Linked DNA regions of Macaca mulatta: region 1 is linked to region 2. Evidence: chromatin contacts called from public Hi-C data. All regions are on one chromosome and are shown on one strand. Each heading gives the region's core, a stretch centred on a gene start, on an enhancer-like site or on the middle of the called end of the contact. The rest is flanking DNA. Distances are from core to core; before and after follow the strand shown.

Region 1 (4,611 bases), core at 1,302-3,801, 1.0 Mb after region 2:
ACATGCCTATAATCCCAGCTACTCAGGAGGCTGAGGCAGAAGAGTCAACATGGGAGGCAGAGGTTGCAGTGAGCCAAGATTGCGCCACTGCACGGCAGCCTGGGAGCTAGACTCTGTCTCAGAAGAAAAGAAAAAAAAAAAAGTGCAGCCTCTATCTACGACATCACCAGAATTTTCCCTCACAGCTATCCTATGGGAAGGTTCATCTAACAGCATGGGGTAAAGTGAGTTAAAGGAACAAACAAAAGAAGCATTTCAAGGTAATGCTTCTTACTAGAATGTAAACTGGGGAGCTAGCCCAGATCACTGCTATAGTTCACTCTGCAGTGTTTGACACTCAGTATACAATCAAAAACCTTTCCTGGTTCCTGGCTACTTATGGGTTTAAGCCCAGACTCAGACTTAATCCAAACTAAACGAATTTGGTGCCAGGCTACCTTTCCAAACACATTCCCTTACTTCCCCTCTGGAAAACAACCCTTACCCCAGCCCAACTCCAAGAACACTACTTCAGCTGCCCTTCTGAACTCAGCTCAAATGCCAGACTTCAATTTTGAACCTCCGTACTCCACCTGTGCATTTTATCAAATAACTTTTTCTTAATCCCTTCAGAGTTGTCTCCCAGATTGCTTGGTCTTGCCCATTTTACCACACTCACAACACAACGCCATTGAAAAAAATAGGTCTTCAGTAGCTGATGAACAAATGAAAAGACACCTACTCTTGCAAGTCTATGTTTGGGTTCATTTTTCTTTGCATAATCCAGGGAGTCATAAATCATGCCAAAGCCAGTTGTCTTGCCACCACCAAAATGAGTTCTGAATCCAAATACAAAGATGACATCCGGTGTGGTCTTGTACATTTTGGCTAGTTTTTCCCGAATTTCTGTCTTAGGCACTGTTGCCTTCCCAGGGTGAAGGACGTCAATGACCTAAAAGGAGATATCAAGTTTAGTGTTCACTATGATAAAATACATCTTCAGAGTAAAGGACAATTAAGCAAAAATTGACATGCCCTTCCTTACCATTTGTTTCCTCTGAAGTAGTCGGTTGGTCATGAACTTTCTAGTGCGGATAGTTACGGTGTCGTTCTGAAAACATATACACTCTGGTTAATAAAACTACTCAAACTTTTATTGGCCTTGCTGTGATTTTTCAAGACCTAGAATGCTGCAGTCCAATTTGTAGCCATTAATCATGTAGCAAATTAAAGTAAAAACCCCCTCGGCAGGGCCAAATTCACAGGATACACCTAACAAATACATAAAACACCAAGAAAATATAACGGTTTTACATGAATCTGTAAACTTACTTCACTAGATTATGTGTATCTCTGGGGCAGGGTTTCTCAACCTCAGCACTACTGATATTTCCATATGGATAATTCCTGTTGTGGGGACTGTGTGTTTTAGAATAACTATAAAAATCCCAGCCCTCTAACCACTAGACGCCAGAAGGACTTCCCACCTTTCCCAGTTGTGACAATCAAAAATGTCTCCAGACTTAGCCAACTGTTCCCTTAGGGGAAAAATCACTCCGAGTCGAGAATCACTTCTCTGGGGTAAAAACTGCTGTGGCTCATATAAAGGTCACACTCAATGAACTGTGTTTATCATGTCTTGCACAAATGTGACCCAAGCCTTGTACTCACTACGTGCATGTCATCTATCCTTCTAGAATGACCACAGCAGAGATCAGAGAAAACGGTATTCCCTTCTGAAGGACTGAACTGCACCTTTACTTAATACCTAACAAAGAATGTAGGCATTAAGCAATTTACGCTAACAATTTTACCAAAAAGGAGGCACAAGAGACTTTCATAGCAGCAAATGACTTGCTAGAGTTTCTCCATTTCACTTTGAGAAACCACACCAAATTAAATCCACATCAGTGGTACTCAATTCTTGGGCGAAAAAAAAAGATTGCAGATAAGGTCAAAAACGGATGCTGGAGAAGCTAATAACGCATGACTAAGGGCAGGACTACCTTTTTATAACATCCCTTTCCAGGGCGTGTTTCCCCAGTATGAAACATGAAGATCCACTCAGCTGACAAGTTTTCTAGCTTACACATGGGAATGGTTTCACTTGCCGCAACTCGCCCAGGCGCTGCCGGCACCTTCTTCACCTCTTGGGCTACCATCACCTGCAAGCCGCCTACCTAGCCCAATTTGGAACTGCAGATGAGATGTGCCTGCCAGTGTCCATCTATCCCACCCCGCACCCCCATCCACTGTGCTCCACGAAGTCAACAAGCGCCAACAGTTCCTGCACTGCCCAGGCGCTGTAGCCCGAAGCCCAGCGTGTCCGGGTCTGCAACGCAGCCTGCCAGCCCGGATTCCCTGCCAACAGCCCCAAGCCTCTCGACAACCATCCTCCGACAGAAACGGCCAGAGAAGAGCAACCGGCCTTCGCGCGCCTATAGCTCAGATACTGGGACCCGGGGACGAAGGATGGCTCGGATACGCAGCAGATGACTGCACCGGCCCGGGGAGACTCACCATGATGGCTGCCTATCTCCGGACAGTCAGGGAGGAAAAGAGAGCCACTATTCGCCGGCCAATCATATCAACGCGCACGGAAGGACCCCGGGAAGCGCCGGCGTGGGGGCGTGGCCGCGCCGCGAGGCTGACCGCGGCGATGCCTGATTGAAGCTGCCTACGGCCCCGCCTCACAGACCTTTGGCCACACCCCTGGAACTCTAGACTGGCCAATCCGCAGGCAGAACAACTGGAGCCGACTAGGTTTACGCAAGCAGGTGTTCAATTTCAGTTCAATTTATTATGTTGAATTGTACGTATTTGAATTCCGGTAAACCAAATTAGTTTAAATTGCCGGCCGGGCGCGGTGGCTCAAGCCTGTAATCCCAGCACTTTGGGAGGCCGAGACGGGCGGTTCACGAGGTCAGGAGATCGAGACCATCCTGGCTAACACGGTGAAACCCCGTCTCTATTAAGAAATACAAAAAAAACTAGCCGGGCGAGGTGGCGGGCGCCTGTAGTCCCAGCTACTCGGGAGGCTGAGGCCGGAGAATGGCGTGAACCCGGGAGGCGGAGCTTGCAGTGAGCTGAGATCTGGCCACTGCACTCCAGTCTGGGTGACAGAGCGAGACTCCGTCTCAAAATAAATAAATAAATAAATAAATAAATAAATAAAATAAATTGCCTTCTTCCGAGTTAGCGGTGGGTAAACTTGGAAGGCATCTTAGGATATCCTCTCTAACAGTCTCCTCTTTATACAGCTAGGGAAGCTGCAGAAACCCTGACTCTAAAACCTTTGTCATTTCAAGTACTTAACATTGCCCATTCTAATTTATTGTTCGTAAGTATTATTTTTTGAGACTTTTATGATGAGTTTTTCATTTAAAAGATCTCTTTAATTTGTATTTTTCTGCAAATCTTGGTCCTTATGCAAAATTAGTGTTTGAAAAATATTTGGCTGGGCGCGATGGCCACGCCTGTAATCCCAGCACTTTGGGAGGGCGAGGCGGGCGAATCACCCGAGATCAGGAGTTCCATACCAGCCTGGCCAACACGGCGAAACCCCGTCTCTACTAAAAAAAAAAAAAAAAAAATACAAAATACAAAATTAGCCGGGCGTGTTGGCTAATGTCTGTAATCCCAGCTACTCGGGAGGCTGAGACAGGAGAATCGCTAGAACCCGGGAAGTGGAGGTTGCAGTGAGCCAAGATCACGCCATTGCACTCCAGCCTGGGCAAGAGGAGCGAAGAAAATCCGTCTCATAAAAAAAAAAAAAAAAAAAAAAAAAAAAAAAAAAAAAAAAAAACTAGAGGCCGGGCGCAGTGGCTCACGCCTGTAATCCCAACACTTTGGGAGGCTGAAGCGGGTAGATCACCTGAGGTCAGAAGTTTGATACCAGCCTGGCCAAAATGGCGAAACCCCGTCTCTAATACAAAAAAAAAAAAATTATCTGGGCGTGGTGGTGCATACCTCTAATCCCAGCTATTGGGGAGGCTGAGGCAGGAGAATCGCTTGAACCCGGGAGGCGGAGGTTGCAGTGGGCTGAGATGGCGCCATTGAACTCCAGCCTGGGCAATAAGAGCGAAACTCCGTGCCCTCCTCCCTCCCCCAAAAAAAGGAAGAAAAAATTTGGTTGCTCCAGAAATATTTTCCTTAACGTGAAACAGACATGTAAAGAATGTAAATATACATATTCCAGAGAAACAAGAAGAATAATTTCCCAAATGTTGGTGCAGATGAGGTGTCCAAGGTGCAGGCTTTGGGGGCAGCTTTCCTCTTTTCTTTTTTTTCCCCCCCCTCCGAGACCAAGTCTTGCTCTTGTCACCCAGGCTGGAGTGCAATGGCTTGATCACCGCTTACTGCAACCTCCGCCTCCCGGGTTCCAGCGATTCTCCTGCCTCAGCCTCTGGAGTAACTAAAATTACAGGCCTGCGCCACCACGCCAAGCTAATTTTTGTATTTTTAGGAGAGACGGGTTTCACCATGTTGGCCAGGCTGCTCTCAAATTCCTGAGTTGCAAGTGATCCGCCCCCGGCTTGGCCTCTCAAAGTGCTGGGATTACAGGCGTGAGCCACCGTCACCAGCCGACTATTTTCTTTTTATTAGTTTTTTTGTTTTATTTTATTTTGTTTC
Region 2 (4,806 bases), core at 2,139-4,638:
GAGACAGTGTTGTGTTATTGTAGCTAGGGAAGTGAGTGTGTGTGCGCGCGCCAGGGTGAAACTGTGGTTCTGTCGCCAAACCCCGCAGTCTCTGGACCTTTCTTCATTTTGCCCCTGGCTGTGAGAGGAACAAGAACCCTCCTTCCCACTTTCCTTAGGAGGGAAAAGGGACATTTTGTCCCCACAAAGAAGCCAGCAACCCTTTTCTGCACAGACAAGGCTATTTATTCGTAAGTCTGGCAATTTCTTATTCCCAACTCTTCTCAGTGAGCCCTACCCAAAATGCCAAATCCACCTCTTGAGTCCACTCCTACTGCTCCCTTCTCCTCCCCCCACCCACCCCCACCCCCAGTCACTGCCACCAACTCTCAGAAGTCTAAACTTTTGAGATTTACATGTGAAAACAGCGTTTCATAACCTCGTGATTTGGGACAAGGAGACGCTTCTGTCCTTTGGGGGAAAACAAAACCCAACCGAAATCATAAAGCTCAGAAGAAAACACCATCTCCCTCCAAATGCATTCCCTGGGCCTCCAAGTCACACGTGCTCTGTAGCAGATAGGGCTTTCAATGTGTCTTTTGTTTGATGCTGGTGTTTCAACATCCTCGACTTGAAGAGGGAAAGGTCAGCCCAAGGCTCGGGGTATTCACAAACCCACCCGGCCCCTGCACCGGGGCCAGGAGCCAGCAAGTGAGGGGCCAGGAATTTCCCCCACTCTGGACCCCCTCACAAAGCAGCAGGGGCTGAGAAGGCTAAGAGCCTGCTCTCTCATCTCAACTTCCCCGATAGCTCAACAGCAGATTCACACTCCCTGGACCCTACAAGCGCCAGCGAAGGCAGGCTGGAATTCACCAGCGCCAAGCTGCCCGGCTGGCTCTCCAGTCCCAGCGCCTGCCTCTTTATCTGTACCTTCAAAAACAGTAATAAGCAAACCCAGGCACCTCTGGGAACAGCCTCTGGCCTCCTGCCCTGCCCTCTGTAACCAGCCTGTCCTCACACCCACCAGGGAGGAGGAGTCGGCACTGGTTAACCCTCTGGTCTACCAGGCCCGATTCCCAGGTTGCAGCAGGGAGACAAACTGTTGCTCAAGAAAATCCTTCAGAAAACCCTTGGCACCAGGAGGCAGCTCGGAGTGGCTCTGCACCCGGCGCGGAGCCAGGGGCTTCCACAGGCGGCCGCCCACTGTCCTTTTAAATCTTTGGGGCTGGGCCCTACTCTCCCATGCCCTGGGCTGTCCACCCAGAGGGCTCCAAATGTCCATGGCAGAGCACAGAGGAGGGAAAGGCTGGCCGAGCCATGCCCTCACCCCGCCAGCCCAGCCGCCAGCTTCTTGGAGGACCTCTGAGAGAACATTTGTTTGGGCTGCCAAGTTAAATCTTCCTCCCTCATGTCAGGGCATTGGAAAAGCAGTCAGGGGAGAGGAGAAGGGGGAGAGCGCGCGGGGGAAGGAGCAGCGGGAGGGAGGGAGGGAGGGAGGCAGGCGGGCAGGCTCAGAGCCCCAGTTACTCGGGCACTGCCTGCCCAGGAAGCTGACGGCTCCCGGGCAGGCGCAGCCGGGGCTCCGGGCACCGAAGCAGGGACCCAGCCGCCAGGCCTCTCCGGTCAGGCAAGAGTGCCAAGCACCCCTGGCCCACCTGGGAGCGACCCTCACTCTGTGACCTGCTGGAGGGACGAGGTGGGAAGGGAAGGCAGAGAAAGAAAAAGTTTGCTGCAGGTAGAGGGATAGGGCAGGGCGGCAGTGCCGACGGGCTGTCCCCCGGGGAGGGATGGGGGGCCTCGGGACGGCTGCCCTGGCGCGCTCCCGTCCGCCCGCCCTCCCGCCCGAGTTGTTTACATTCCTGGAGTGTCTTTTAAACCAGGGGCTGAGGCCGGCTCCCAGCCTTCTCCGGCGGCTCCGGGGCAGTCTCCCGTGAAAATCTGCTGGCGCACAATGGCCGGGAAGGCGGCCGCCCCTCGCCCGTGCCCCCACCGCTCCAGGGCGGGGAGCCTGCCCTCAGCACCGCGCCCTCTCCCCGCCCGGCCGGCTTCCTGGACAGATGTCCCCGGCGAGGGGGCGACGCACGCCCGCTGCCCGCGCCCTAGACGCCGAGGCCGCGCTCCCCACTGTTTTTTCCCCAGCCCAGACGCCAGGAATGTGAAGCAAGCTTCCAGAGCCCGCCTCCCCCACGACCCCGGCTCCAGCCCCGGCCCCCCAACCTCCGCCCCGGCTGGCCTCCCACTCCCCCGGGGCCACCGCCGCCGGAGACGGAGAGGAAGAAAGAACACGGGGAAATTACTTTCGTATTTGCAACGCGCGCGCACACACACACACGCACATCTTCCCCCTGGGCTCCCCTCCTGGCCGGGGCAGCCCCGTCCAGGCACTGGTCTGAGCGCCCCTCTGGCTTGCGAAGCCCTAGGAGAAACCCCTACACACACCCCGCCGCGTTCCTCGTTTGTACCGCGCGCCGCCTTTCCCCGGGCAATTCCCACACAAACAACTTAACCGCGCCCCCACCTCCCATTTACAAAAGTGTATGTTTTCCCTGGAAATTCAGACGCACAACTTAACACCACCACCCCTTGCCACCCTGAAATCCGGCGCTTTCCCCAGCGGTTCCTGTACACACACAGGCGCACAACTTCGCATCTCCCCAGAGGAGGCGAAGGAGACCAAGGCGGTCCTTCTCTTCCCTCCTCCGATACCCGGTCCTGCCCGGCCCCCGGGTGCAGGGAGCGAGGGCTGGAGGCGCGCCGGCAGGAGGCGGGCACCGGGTCCGCGCGCGCACGACCACACTTACGCCCCGCACACCCTGACAAACCCAGCCCCCGCGCGCAGCCCCAGCCGGCTCCACGCAGCCGGGAGCTTGCCGGCCGCTGGGCCTCCGCCCCCGGCCACCAAGGGGAGCGGAGCGGAGCCCGCGCCGCCGGCCGGTCGCCCCGCCCCGGGGGACCCTTTAAGGGAAAAGCCCCAGCACCCAACACCCCACGCTTGCACCCCGAGAGTCCCCGGGGAGCGGGAGGTAGCCCCGGAGCCAGCGGGCGCCTGGCTTTGGCCCCAAACTTACCGGGCGCTGCGAGCGCCGCTGCCGCCGCTGGAGGACGCGCCGCCGCCACCGCCGGGTAGGGCAGGCTCGGGCCGGGAGAAGCGCAGCGAGGGCGCCGAGATCCGCTCGGCTCCGGCTCCTGCTCCGCGCCGGCTGGGGCTGGGGTCACCGCGCTGCGCCGGCGTTGCTCGCTCGCTCAGCCGCCGGATCGCTGCTCGCCCGCCTGCCGCCCGGCCGCCAGCTCTCCCCGGCGCCCGCCGCCGCCGCTCGCTTTTTTAATGTCCACAGACAGTGAAAAGGAACTCGGCGTTAGGGGGTGAGTAAGTGAATCAACTCGCCCGGAGCCGAGCAAGTTGAAGTGTCAGATTACATTGGCTATTCTATTTCCAAAGGGCCCCGCGCCGCCGGCCGCCCACAAAAGCCGGTGCGGAGTCAGGGCGGAGCGGAGCGCCGCGCCGCCGCCGGCGCTCGGCTCGACTCTGCTCCGCTCGGCTTGGCTCGCGCTTTGCGCTGGCTTTCCCCTTTCCTTTTCGCCTCTCCTCGTTCTCTCCTTCGCCTTTCCTTTCCCTTCCCTTCCTCTCTTTCTTCCCCGCTCCTCGGTCTCGGCGCTTTCCCAGCTTTTCTCCTCCAGGCTCCTCGTTCCCCGCTACGCCGCCAGTCCTCTCACCTCCTTCCTTACCCTACTCCCTCCGCTACTCCCTGACGCCCCCTGCAGCCCCCAGCCCCCCTGCAGGCCTCAGCCCCAGTAAGTTTGGAGAGGGAGAGAAATGCTGAGCCGAGGTAGAGACCACCTTGGGGAGGAAGCCAAAATCACTCTGCTCACCCGAGAGCCCCTGCCCCACGCTGGCACGCCCCAGCCTGGAGTGCACTCGTGGCCCCGGGAGCTGTCAGGTACCCTAATTGGGGTTGAGCGAGTTGCTAACTGGATCTCCAAAGCCTTCCCCTGGAGGAGATTTTGTAATTGTTCCTACAGCCCGGGGACTGGTGGGTGGGGCGGGAAGAGGACCACCACCAGGACTTTGGGGGATACTAGAGGGCGGTCCCTCGACAGCTGTCGGGGAGCGAGGATGGTTGCGCACAGTTGATCCGCGGCACCTAGCACAGTCCAGAGGCGCGTGGATTCCCCTAGGCCCGGCGCGGAGCGCCCGGGGCGCTGTGCGCGCGGGTTACGTGGGAGCTGCTAGGCTAGGTCCCGGCCCTCTGCCCCAGACTGGGCACCGCCAGAGGTAGCGGAGAGCTAAGGTACTCACGAGGCGCAGTTGGGTGCACCCACTCGCGGGAGTTCCCCTAGCCGACCCACCCCCGAGAGCATCCAAGTACGCGCCCACTTTGGCTCACGTCCACTGCCACTCTCACGGAAACTCCTACACGAACGGCACACACGTTCGCTCCCTCAGCATTGCAAACACGCTCCCCCCCAAACCACAAACGCGCCCCCACACAGTCGCTTACTTTCCCTCACTAAGATGCCCGCTTACACGGCCACAGCAGGCACGCTCAGAGACACGCAGTTGCACACTTACACCCATCGCTGTACACACCACATACACTCAAAAAACAAAACACGAAACGTTCCCCTGGGCGCTAAATCCTCACGTTCACGTACACACACACACACACGCCTTCCTCTCCCACTTCCTCTTCCATATCCCTTCCTCAAGGCCCCCCACCCCTGATTTTCGGTACCCTCAGTCCCAATCATAATTGGCGCCCGCGTTGCCCCCTTTGGACACACACACGCGCGCACGCACGCGTTCCCCTCCCCGGCAGGCGGGGGCGG

Evidence for each region. A called contact is a pair of places that touch in the nucleus more often than the background predicts.
Region 1: a contact with region 2 is called in a Hi-C map of fetal cortical plate, with 5 times the contacts expected there. The contact joins the promoter of RPS24 here to the promoter of ZMIZ1 in region 2. A contact is called at or near these places in 3 of 14 Hi-C or Micro-C datasets (fetal cortex germinal zone, fetal cortical plate and liver).

Annotation. Positions count from the first base shown.
Region 1 is chr9:71,607,138-71,611,748 of T2T-MMU8v2.0, forward strand. It overlaps RPS24 (ribosomal protein S24), which reads right to left and starts at 2,552. Exons shown (of 6, transcript NM_001261027.2): 1 at 2,500-2,552; 2 at 1,025-1,090; 3 at 722-931. The coding sequence starts at 2,502.
Region 2 is chr9:70,589,362-70,594,167 of T2T-MMU8v2.0, forward strand. It overlaps ZMIZ1 (zinc finger MIZ-type containing 1), which reads right to left and starts at 3,389. Exons shown (of 23, transcript XM_077946513.1): 1 at 3,048-3,389.